2 separate regions of the Bicyclus anynana genome follow, and region 2 is linked to region 1. Evidence: chromatin contacts called from public Hi-C data. All regions are on one chromosome and are shown on one strand. The core of a region is the stretch at or near the end of the contact, and the rest is flanking DNA. Distances in the headings are between cores, read along the strand shown.

Evidence for each region. A called contact is a pair of places that touch in the nucleus more often than the background predicts.
Region 2: a contact with region 1 is called in a Hi-C map of whole body, with 1.6 times the contacts expected there. The contact joins the enhancer-like site here to the promoter of LOC112046569 in region 1. A contact is called at or near these places in 2 of 2 Hi-C or Micro-C datasets (whole body and whole larva).

Annotation. Positions count from the first base shown.
Region 1 is chr15:5,194,109-5,200,815 of ilBicAnyn1.1, forward strand. It overlaps LOC112046569 (zinc finger homeobox protein 4), which reads left to right and starts at 2,815. Exons shown (of 5, transcript XM_052885692.1): 1 at 2,815-3,060.
Region 2 is chr15:5,237,469-5,244,175 of ilBicAnyn1.1, forward strand. All of the region lies in intron 1 of LOC112046569 (zinc finger homeobox protein 4), which reads left to right. Among protein-coding and RNA genes, the nearest start is that of LOC112046569, 44 kb to the left of the region's middle. Within about 2 kb of position 2,538, at least 1 of the 8 cell types and tissues checked has open chromatin away from gene starts, as enhancers often do.

The DNA.
Region 1 (6,707 bases), core at 1,565-4,064:
AGAAAAAATCTTTATTACAGCATTAGGTATGCCACACAACACAATTTGCTCATAATATCATATAATATTATCATATTAAATAATATGACAGGACAAGATCCTGCGATGTGTGGCATAACCCAATAAAGGGCTCAAACTCAGCATAATGTACAAACTAGGTACATACTCTTTAAATAAAAAGAGCATGCAGCGCTGGTTTTCAGTTGGAACCGTTGACCAGGTGCTCAACTCATGCTATGCTTTAAAGCTTTTAAAATAGGCTGATGATTGCCTATGCTATATCGCGTGCTATCTGGATGATTAAAAAATGCATCGCAGATAGGTAGGTAGGTACATAAATAATGCAACGCCTTTAACATCTGTAATAGGTATTATTCTGTAACTATAGATAACTATATGTTTTGTATAACTTGCAAGTGCTTCACCACGCTAATTTATCGTCGCATGAGCCGAACTAACGTGAACTCAGCGTATTATCACTAGCGTCGCTCAGTCTGTAGGTAGAATTTTGTGGATGGACTGACACCTGACAGTAAGTAGGTACCTACTTAATAGAAGATGAGGATATACCAAAGGCATATGACGTGTAGCAAAAATTACTCCCGATTTTATGAATATCTTGTTAGACCCTAGGTACTCGTAGGTATCTTATATGCCATTCATTATTTAAGGTGAGTCATTGTTGCGTCAGCCTTAGGTTAGCTACCCTTAGACTGATTAACATACGTTAATCTAGGTACATAATAGAACCTGTAGAGTAAGCTAAAATTTTTCATTTTATTTTTTTATTCTTTACAAGTTAGCCCTTGACTACAATCTCCCCTGATAGTAAGTGATGATTCGGTTTCTACACGGCATCTTACCGGAATACTAAATCGCTTGGCGGTACGTCTTTCGCCAGTAGGGTGGTAACTAGCTACGGCCGAAGCCTTCCACCAGCCAAAGCAGTCCTAAAGTTGCTTAGTCTAGACTCCGGAGAAATGTGTTGTATGAATGGACTGGCAGTAGGTCTTAATAAGTATCTACCTAAATAGCAGACGCCCTCGGTTTCACCCGCGTAGTTCCCGTTCCCTTTGGAACACGGGGATAAAGGGGATGGACACTCGGCTTTCTATTGGTAAAAGAATTTTCAAAATTGGTTCAGTAGATCCAAAAATTACCCCTACAACCTCGGAAACTTTACCTCTTTTTATCTAATATTATTATTAATACAGATAACAATTTAACGTTTCTTTGAGAAATGGGCAGTGTGACTAACACCAAGGGCCCATAACATTTCCATTGTGTATATCTTGATAGAACCAACCCCAATTTTTTTTATTATTTGTATAAGCTAAGTTATCGTCGCGTCAGAATTACGCTAACTCAGCGTTTTTTCACTGCACTACGTTTTGGTAGAGCGAGAGTCTATGATTAATCTTTTACTTTAAGTTTTTAACCGGACTCTGCAGTGTTGTGAATGCCTGTAAAAGATGGCTGCAGTAGTTCAAGAATTTTGTAACTCACTTATATATAATGTTTTCTGCTGTCATTGTTGACGTTACAAATAAATAAATAAATAGATAAATAAATAAATAAATAAATGAGCAGACCTGTACCTACCTATAATTTAATAAAAGCTGATAATTTCTCAGCCCATATGCATTTTTTTTTAATTAAGGCAGGTATTACATAAGTACAAACTGTAAAATGGAAAATTCCTTGGCTTCGCAATACATTTAGTCAGTCGTCAAGTAATAATTTTTATTTGCTTATAATGCTCTTCAAGCTCCATTTCACTTGTGCACCTTTACAGAACTAGGGTAGGGTACCTATATTTAATAAAATGCATTCTAAATTAGGCAATAAAACTATGAAATGCAACAAATTTAGGAAAATAAACGCTACATTGTGATTCCTACGATTTTCCCGCCGAAACTCCTTAGATACCACAATAGTCCAAAGGGAATGAGTTTGGACTTAGAACTTCTCGAGTTTAGTTCGATTCTAATAAGCTTCTTGCTTACCTCATGGTAAAGTGACTTAGTCAGTACCTATTTGACTTAGGTATCTAGGTAGCTACCTAGTACCTAAATAAGCCACCTAGATGTACCTAGATACCTACTGGTAAAAGTGATGCTGATCCTAAATGGTAGGTAAGTTTAGTAGTCAGGTTGGAGGTTGGTACCTAATAGGTATCTAGCAGGACAAAAGTACTAATCTTTTTGTCCTTGATTGAGTTTGTTTTCTTTTTGGTAGATACCTACCTATCTAAAGAGATTGCCTTATTGTTTCTACATAACGAGATGGTGATTGTTCACAGGACCATGTTATTTAAGTAACTAGAGGAGAAACAATAAATACGAAACCTACAACCTGCCATGCAAATTACAAAAATAATAATTATTTTTTATTACACAAACTGACCAATTAAGGGTCTCCGGCCATCAGAGCAACGAGCCGAGAAGAAATCTCGTATCGCGGAATCCGCGTAAAAAGCAATTGTTGTCGGATCCGCAATTACTTGAAGTAATTAACGCCGAGGCGTGGCCGCGTTAATGAGCGAGGCGCAGAGGCGGCGGCGGACGTAATCAACATTAAAGATTGGCGGGAGATGCGCCTGGCTCCCCCGCCGCGTCTCACCCCCGCGCGCCCCTCATTACTTATACAAAATACTTAAGACGAGCGTCGTCCCGCTCTCCGCGCGCTAATAGCTCGCGCCCACTCTATCGCCGTCCCGCTTCGCCCGCTAAGCGTAATTAAGCTCGCCTCGCCTCGCTCGGGCCCCGCCCTCTCGCGCGGGGGGCGGCGGCGCAGAGCGGGGGGCAGCCGCGACCGGCCGCGCAGTGTGCCGGCGACCGTCGACAGTGTTACGTCGCGCGCGTCCGCCCTACAACCCGAACGATACAAGCTCATCAACACCAGTTCCTCATTAACAGTTCAGTGTTATCGTGCCCGTTTTTGTGTTTTGACTGATCACCCAAGTGTTGTTTGAGTTATACGAATATTGGACAAGTGCTAGTGGCTGCCTGTTATGCCGCAAATACGTGCTTAGCGGTGTTCCGCAGGCGATGCTCACAGGTTATTATTATTTACATTTCATTATTTTTTTAACGAGACTCACACTTTTCACGGAGATAGAGTATGAGATGCCAGTTTTAGATCTTATTAGTGAAACTTTACCATCAAATCTTGTTCAAGTTCAAGGAATACCGACCGCGGATTTGTTTTGATAAGTGCGGGAACCAAATTATCTGACAACGTATTTTAAATTTCAACAAAACAATCGGGTGTAGAGTTTTAACTAATCTCTAAAATCCACACATCTTTATATTTTTGGTTGAATAGAATACAACATTATTAGTGTACCAATAAGCGAATTTTTATTTCTTTTTTAATTTCGGAAACGCAACAAAATTTTCAAGTATTTTAAATTCCAAGAAAAATATCTTCTAATTAGTGATTAATTCTAAATTTCTCATTAAAACCAACAAGTTAAGTAGATATTACCTACTTACAAAAAAAAATGGAAGAGTGTTAGAATCCTATTAGAAATCAAATCACACAATATTCTCATGTTGCGTAAAGTTGATTCAACTTGAAATAAATGTTGTTCAAATAAATTAGCTCAACTCTACATCAACCAATTATTAATGTGAAATAATAAATAATCAACTAAAACTTAGTTACCGCCGCTTCATGTGTATGAAGTGTATGTAAAATTTACGAGTGTTTTACAGTCTTATCCCAAATAACCCAAGATTTATAGCGTAAATACTTTCTATAAGAAGTTATTCAGATAAATTATCTCAACTCTACATGAATTAATAATCAAATGGGAATTAATAAATCTTAGTTACCGCTGCTGTATGAATATGAAGAATTAATTAAAAAAGAGAGTTTTGTACACACATAAATCACACAAAATTCTCATGTAGCGTGAATCTAATATTCAATAAGAAGTTATTCAAATAAATTATCTCAACTCGGTATCAACTATAAAACGGATAATTTGAAGTGAATTAGGTGATGTTTATGTTATTTTATTGCAAAGTTAGCTTGATATTTATGCGAAGGGAATCTTTTTACGAGACGCAAGGTCCAAACGACCGTCGCAAAACATTAATTTGGCACACGCTAATCAGCATAAAATTTAAAACCAAGCGATTTTTAGCAGTTCCAAATAATTTTTAGGGATCCCATGTTGTAAACATACAAAGCCCATAAAAATTTAATAGAATTTATTTTTATAGCAAGTCGTAATAAGATTTTAATTTTGAAATGGAATCGATATTTTTTATATTGGAAACACATGCGATTGTTAACTACCTACTTGCAGTTAAAATGAAATCAGTTATATGAACATAAATAAATCCATGTTCTTATTAGATTTATATTTATTAAATACTAGCGAATGCCCGCGACTTTGTTGCGTGAAGTTCAGTTTTTTTTTGGGAAAAATGCAGCCTGCCTATGCGTTTATAACTTTAAGTACCTACATATAAGTACCTACATAATTAATTAAATAGGAAAGATATAAAACACGATAATAAGGTAAAGGTTCCAGTAGGAAAGATCTTCTCGTAGGTACGTAGACTTCTAGATAAACTAGATTCTTTACCTTTTTTTTCCTTAAGTTTCGAAGTCGGCATCTAATTCTTCGGAATTTTTTAAAAATAAAAATAATACTTAGTTTTACAAACTATACACAACATTATATTAATTAGGTACCTACTTCATGTTTTTTCAAAATTATAATCATCTTATTTAAAATTATTAGACTTACTTAAAAAACAAATGCCATGCCAAAGTAGGCGATTTGTGGGTACTATTATCTAGACATTTCCAGATAATTTCCGGTTTTTTAGCATTAATAACATAGACTAATACACTATTAATAGTTAATTATTAAGTAGATATGATATTAAAGTATAATTACATATTTAATTTATGTTATTTATGTTCTTAAGTAAATAAATATTATCATTGGTTTTATGTCGATTTTCTAAATAAGGGGCATTACCTTGAAAAAATAATGTAGACCGTAATTAATTTGTTATATGATTAAGTATAATTTCAGGGTTTTCCGGCTATTAGCACTGTTAATTTACACCTAATGATTTTCTTATGACTAATTTTAAAAACACTACTTACCTCTCTATAAAAAAACTCCCTGCAGCATGCGACCTTCATGAGATCTTACAAGGAATCACATTAAAAAGCTTCATCATAATAATAGGAACATAAATGAAAATATTTATAGGTATTTTATCGCGCCAGCTCTGTACAGTATTCTTTTTTCAACCAAACGTCAATAATAATCAAAGCATAGACAAAAATGGAAATTAAGAACAGTGCTCTCTCAAACTGTCCTCTAAGACTTTTTAACGGTCAAAATCATTTATCTTGTTAGGAGCTAATTCTTCAAGAAAATAGAATATAAGGGTGGGCAGTGGGGTTTAGCTGCCCACTTAGATATAAAAAAATGCAGCCAAATGCAAAACAACCAAAGTCCTAAGGCCGTTCAGTCGACTTGCATTGCAAATAACAATCGTTATAGAGGTACCTATAGTGCTTTAGGTAGTTTATAGCTGCATGCTCTTAACTCTACCTACAATACAAATTAATATTCTCAACCTTCTTAGTATTGTCAACTTGCTCCTCCCTCCTCCTGCAACTACACTCTTGGATTTAAGTACCTATATTAATGTAGGTACAATTTTGCTACAGTTTTCACAATGACAATTACCACAGACAATAGGGATGATGACTAGGTTTGAATATATTGGTTCTTATGAGACATTTGGGTAGATACTTAAACAAGGCAAAATTAATCCATAAAAACATGAATTGTCGGGATGTTTTACTTAAGATTAAAAAATATTAAATTAATCAAAAATCTATTAACGTAATTAGATGAATAATCATACCTACATTTTTAGCTTCAAGCATTCAAGATTTTTCATCAAATGAAGTATAAACATAAATGCACAAATAACAAAGATGTTTGTAATTTTGTGTGAACGCCCATACAAATCTAACGATTTCACGCATCGACGATGTCATTCTTTCGTGCGTTTACTATAGAGCGTTTTTAACCGTGGCTGCGCCGGAAATACGAGTATGCCCTTTAAATCCCTGTAGCTCCTAAAGTAATAATCTCAGATACCCTGTTACTTCTACGAAAATGCTTTACTATAGCATACTCTTATTTATTATACTATTTAAAAAACTGCCCATCCCTATTCTGTATAATAATAAAACATACCTACAATAACTGTACAAGTGTTCATCAATCGGTCATCTGACCCTATCTCAAGTAAAGTGATAGATTGACGGTATAACAAAGTTACAACTTGTTTGAAATGAAACCTTTTCAAATTAACATATTTTGCATTCAAAGCATTAACAAAGCATTAACAATTAATTAATTTAACTCACATGCTTAAAATACAGTAAACCTTGTCTTTTTCGTATTCGTAATTAAGGGCCCACATTAAGAAATTTATGTGACTTTCGTTGACCTAATAGTCCAAAACTATGGCTTTCGCATTATATTCATATAGGTACTAATTATATTTTTGGTATCAATTTTATTCCTGTTTCACAATTTCTCACTAGTGTAATAAAATAAGTAGATATAGATAGGTATGAACCTAACTTAAATGATGAATAAAATGAAAACGTGCTTATAGTAGGTAGTGTAAGTAAAGCTCTGTTGAAATAAC
Region 2 (6,707 bases), core at 1,288-3,787, 43 kb after region 1:
AATCTAAATGAAAAAATAGGCAGGCATTATTTCACGGAATTCTAAATTATGAGTCAAACTTTATAATTTATATTAGAAAACTTTATCTAGACGGAACAAAAAATAGCTATTTCAGTGTTTGTGTTTACCAAAAAGTATTATATTTATGGTTTGGTTTTAGACAATACATAAATAGATAATTCCAGGGGCTTTCACTTCAGCAGTCCTCGAATTTTGTATCATTCGTATAAGTAGGTTATAAAAATAAAGCTTCATACTGTACGTCAATATAACGCTCCAAATTTCCATGATACATGAATAACGCTTAGATTGGAGTAAAAAAAAATAAAAGATGGCATAAGAAGCACCAAGTTACGTCTTCATATTGAATATTAGATTGAAATTACGTACACGGGTGGCATTCTCCTTTGTTACGGGAAAGATAATATATATAAAAGCGCGCGCGCATACAAACACGGCAATAGGAATTTTAAATTAGCATTCTTTTTGTGCTCCACGCCACCCCAACTTACCCCATCGTCTTAATAATATGGAGAAATTGAGTTGTTATACACCCTTCGCGGAGGAGGCGCGGGTGCAGCGGCACACCTCGGAGAGAAGCCTTTTTTGTAATTGAATTTAGATATTCTTTCCCCGTATAGCGACAGGGAGGTGGGGTGCTAGTTCCGCAGAGAAGGTACGTGCCTAAACACATGAATATATTGGGACATTGTGACACTGGAGTGCGTTATTAGATATTTTTGCATGTAAATTTGGCTTAGCTATAGAACTTACACACATTTTAGGGTACTTTGATATAGGTATATGAATGATGTGAACCTAACAATGTATAAGTTCTCTTGTTTCATGTTTTTTTTATTTTCTTCTCTATCTTACTGGATATAAAGCAGTGTATTTTCCAAATACTTTTTTGGAATTTAATGACTGGGCACCTTCTGGGATTTTCCTTCAAAAACATACTTTATTTAATATGACTCTCTGGTATGATGCCGATTAGAATTTAGTCATCATAGATATCTACTTATGGTCAGTACATTTTTACCTCTTTCAAGTTAGCCCAATAAGTATTATCTTACAGAAATGGTTATAAGACCAAAGGATCTTGTAATATGACTGCTAGACTTCTTAATTTTCATTTCTCTTCTAGCAGTCCTCCTTAGAGTACGGGGGAAGAATACCTCCATGCAAAGTTGTTGTGATACGATCTTAAGGACTATGGTTGCCAGTGTAATTGCAGAGGAAATCCACGCCTCAGGTTGATCGACGAAGGACAATACACACACACAACATGCTTCCGACTATGGTTTTCCACTTCATATAATATGGGCCATCTGGTTGCTGCACTAAAAAAGTGTGATTAATCTGGGATAGAACATGGTAGTTAAATGATTGATTCAAATGTCCCAGTGTTGCTACAACAAAGCATCGCCTAAATAGGTTCTATTAATTTGATCAGCCTTCCGAGAAGCAACGATGCCATGATACTGGTATGTAATTACAGAATGCTATTAACATCGTCCGTGTACAAACATGGCCGCTGGGGCTGATTGTAGGTTTCATTTTAATTGCGCACACGCATCCCGATAGCGACTTAGCTCTTATTGATTCGGAACTACAAATTACAATATTGTGGTAAATCCGTGGGAATTTTAATTGCTATCGGCTCACGAAACCGATGGCCAGATATTGCCGATAACGCAGTTCTTGGCGTAGTTAAGCAAATAAATGTTATCTTGATTTTTGGATATTAGAGTACCTATATATCTTGCTGCATGTACCCTTATGTCTGCTATGTTAGTTAGTAATTTGGAGGTACATATCACTTAATATTTGACGTCATGTTAATTAGGAGCAAAAGAACTATTTTTCAGAACGAAAATCATTAGTACAACTCTTATCACAAATGTAAAATGCATTTGGGATATTAAGTTCTGCCACATGAAAGGGCCGTAACCCGCGCGGCGAATCCACGGAATGCCAAGATTTAACTATCTTACTTTATCTAGCAGACGCCCAAGACTTTATCGGCGTAGATACTTTTTGAGTACCAATGGGAAGACAATAATGTTCCTAGTTTAGTAATAACAATAAAATACTTAACGAAAATTTGACGTAAATTCTCTCTACATATTTTAGTTTTACAAACGTTGCTCTAATGAGCATAAGTTTGTATTAATTTTAATTGCCAAATGCAGAATCATTGTAACATCACACGTCACAAGATTCAACCGAACGATTGGACATCACTCGACGATATTATCAGAATTGTTTTTAGATTAAATTCGTAGTATTATAGATAATTATCGTAGAAAAATATAACAATCATTCAAATTATCATTAATGACACATTCTGGCGAGCCGGCGTCACGCTCATCGCTGGGAAAGAGGTTTAAAAGTAATTCGTGGCCTTCCAAATTATAGACATACAGAGCGGATGTCGCCGGCTTCAGCGGCGCCGGCGCAGCTAAAAACCGCACGTCATTGTTTTTTGTGTAGCAGCCTCGGGCGCCTTAGGATCCAATCCGACCCCGGCCGCTAATTAATTATTTCACATGTATCGATCATTAATTACGTACGAGACTCCGATACCGTCCAGCCGTTATCTTTTAATGACGGCCGGCAATTTGTCGACCGTAATTATCTCACAAATCGGACGCACAAAAACGGAATATAATGATTTAAAAATTTTAACACGATCGAGGCATTATCCAGCATAACCATTAATAGCAGAAAGCATCGAGATCGAATCAATCTTAATCTTGTACAGAAACGTAATCCAGATTTATTTATGACGGCGCAGCGCGTGTGCTATTATGCTCGTCTGCAGCAATTTGCCTCGGAAATTGTCTTAATCGGCCGCTCAAGGGACTATTTATGTATAATTATTTCCAAATTCGACGCTCCGTTTGATGCCTTTCCGCTCTCTTTGAGGTGGTTCGACAAAAAAGTCATCTGTGGCAACAATTAAGCTTGGAAAAAATAGAAATAAGTATCGAAGGGTCCGCAATAATTAGGGGAGAGTTGGTTATATCGTACTGCCATTTTAATCGTACCACTTCTAAATTTCCCACTTTATGATTATTTTTTTCTAAATTGGCAACACCAAATCATGGCCCTTCGCAAACCCCCGCCACCCGCCATTTGCAATTGATGTGAGTTGACAACTGTGCGTGTGAGTGAAAAAAACATTTTTTTGCGGAAGTTAGTGCAAATATTGTCGTAAATTCATAAGGATAATACTCGTGGACGGGGTAAGATATAGATACACAGTTTTTTTTATTCTACTACAATTTTATATTAGATTATTGGTGCTATTTAATGCGTGTCTAAGTTTTGAGGTTATGTCGGACTGTTGATTTTATTTTAAAAATGACCTAGTTCGCTAAATCGTACCACTCACAGTTGGGTAAATTGTACTGGTACGAATTAGCCGACTAGTCTACAAGTACCTACCTACCTATATTTTACAGACTGTATTTATATTGTTATAGATATATATTTTTATAGATAGATTTATATTGTTATAGATGACGGAGCCTAAAGCTAAAATTAAATATTATAATTGGAATAAGGAGGACCTGGAAAGAGCTATTGTAGCTTATGAAAACAAGGAACTAAGTTTGAACAAAATTTCAAAGACTTATTCCATTCCAAAACCTACAATTCTACGGCATATAAAAAAGAAAAATAAGATTGCTGTTGATTCGAAAATCCAAAAAGGGAGACCGGTTATTTTCGATGTCGAAACTGAAAAAAAGTTGGCTGAACTCTGGTATTCTCTATCTCGAAACACACATGTTTGGCCTAACAATAAGCGATATTCGACGTCTCGCATTTGAAATTGCTGAAATCCATAACATTCAGAATAACTTTAATAAAGAAAAACGCATGGCTGGCAAAGCATGGTTTTACAAATTTATGAAAAGGCACCCGCAGTTAAGTGTTCGGCAACCTGAAAACACATCTTTGAACAGAATTAAAGGATTCAATAAAGAAAATGTGTTTCACTTTTTTGATTTATTAGAGAATATTGTAGATAAAAATGGTATTGAACCTACCAATATCTTCAACGTAGACGAAAGTGGATTTTCAACCGTCCAAAAGAAACCTCAAAAAATTGTAGGGTTAAAAGGAAAAAAGCAAATTGGCGCCGCTACGAGTGGAGAACGAGGTGTCAATACCACTGCCGTGTGCTGCGCTAGTGTATCTGGCCAATTTATCCCTCCAATGTTAATATTTAAAAGGATGAGACAAAACCCAGAACTAGGAAATGGTGCTCCTTTAGGCAGTATTGTTACTGTTTCTGAAAGCGGTTACATTAACTCTGCGCTCTTTGTTGAATGGTTAAAGCACTTTATTAAAATAGTGAAGCCCACACTTGAAAACAAAGTTTTGCTGCTTATGGATGGACATACAACACACTCGAAAAATTTTGAAGCTCTGTGTTTAGCAAAAGATAATGGAATAATACTGTTACAGACTACCAGGTCATACGACAAATCGAATTCAGCCTCTTGACGTTTCGTTTTTCAAACCGCTGAGTACTTATTATATCCAAAGCACAGAAAAATGGTTGAGAACCAATCCTGGGCGACAAGTAACACAATACCAAGTTGCTCAATTATTTGGAGAATCCTACGAAAGAGCAGCAGTGATTGGCAATATTGTAAGTGGATTCAGAGCTAGTGGAATTTGGCCCATAAATAGACATATTTTTCCGGAGCATATGTTTGAGGCCGCTGACAATTTGCTAAGCACTGAAATAATGAATTCGAGCAACGAAAGCGTATCAGTGTTACACAATTTTACAGAATTAGAAAAAAAAGATGACCGAAAGAAAGAAGAAAAGGTAGAAGAAAATAATGACTTAGAAAATTACAATAAAGGAAAAGGCAATAACGAAAAGGACTATAAAGAAAAGGAACATTTGATTTCTTCTCTCGCTGAATATGCACAACCGTCAACGTCGAAAACAACAAATATTCAACTGAAAACTACGCCCGCTGATATTAAAAAAACCATAAAAGTTTTATCACCACTGCCAAAAAATACATTGAAAAAGAAGAACACTATACAAAAAGCTATTGAAATTACATCAAGCCCATATAAAAATCAATTAGAAGAGAAAATAAAGCAGAAGAAAGTTAAAGTAAAGAAAGGAAAACTTTGCAAACCAAAGAAATACCAAAAAGTGAAAAAAGAAAATAAGGTTTCAGCTATATCCAAGGGAAAATGCAAAAGTTATAAGAGAAAACGATCCTATTCTATCACTAGCGATGAATCAGATGAAACACTTGTTATGGAATTAGATGACGATGATGACAGCGATGATGATCTCGAAAATATATGTGGAAAGTGCAATCGTTCTTACTATGATAAAAAGGGTCCAAAAGTTGATTGGGTTAAATGCGTTCGGTGTCAGCGGTGGCTCCATGAGACGTGCACTTCGAATCCAGACATATGCGATGATTGTTTCCAATAGGAACTATGCACAATCATTTTATTACAAATAACATTATTAACAAATTGTTTATATGCTTACGTTACTTTATCAATATAGTTTATTACTGTATTTTTTCTCATTATTATTAAAGTTGTGTTGATTAATCTCAATATTAAAGTACAATCATGTTATTCCTATAACACATAAGAGTTAAAAATAATGTTTCTATTACCTAATAGGGATTAATTATGTTTGTTTATTTCCTAAGAGATAAAAATAAATAATTTGGTTGAAATTTTAACTGTCTTTAATTTAGTGGTACGACTTAAACACCTATGGTACGATTTAAAAACTTGGTGGTACGATTAAAACGACTAGTCGGCCAAATCGTACCGATGGGAGTCCTCTTAAAAAAAGCATTTTTATGGATGTTACAGTAAACGCATGGAACTGATTTCTCTGTCTTAGCAAGGTAAAATATGAAAGTTTATTTTGCATATCCATTTATGATTGTAACACTCGTCATAGTCGAAATATTTAAGTTAAAGTAAAAAGTGGTACGATATAACCGACTCTCCCCTACAGACGCAAATTGAAGGTTCCTAAGAGCATATAAGGTCGAGTGGCGCCTGCCAGATTACCTGCAGAATCGTACGACGACGAACCTTGTAAACCAAATGTCATTAATTAATTTAATAAAACATTATACAAATATTACTTTTTTACTAAATAATGTCATATAGGTCTTATCACTATTAGAACAATAGATTCTGTAAAGTAACGTCTTACAAAATCAGTTTCATTTTATTTTGTACTCCGCCCAATTAACTTATCACACAATGGCTTGTCAAACTTAGTGTCATACTTCACCTTTAATTAAAAACCGAATCAACGGAAAATTTTGAATTAAAACTTCGCTAATTGCCAGACAGTTATCGTCACTTACAAAGTTTGTAATTACACGAGAACACGTTTGACAATTCTGCAAAGTCACTGTTTTCGTGTAAGAGATTTTAATTACAACTTTCTCTGTACTTATCTGTTTGAGATCTTGTAAGAAAATGTCTGATATTTACATCTAATAGACAGTCACTAGCAAAATTGCGTCCACCTCTTTATTTGTTTCTCTGTCTGATCGATTACCATTATGTGTAGACGAGACGGAATGCTAATTTGTAGACTAATCTTCGATTGCGAATCCTTATGGTAATTTTGTTTTAGAAGATATTACTATTTTTTATTTAATATCCTAAATAGAATCTGA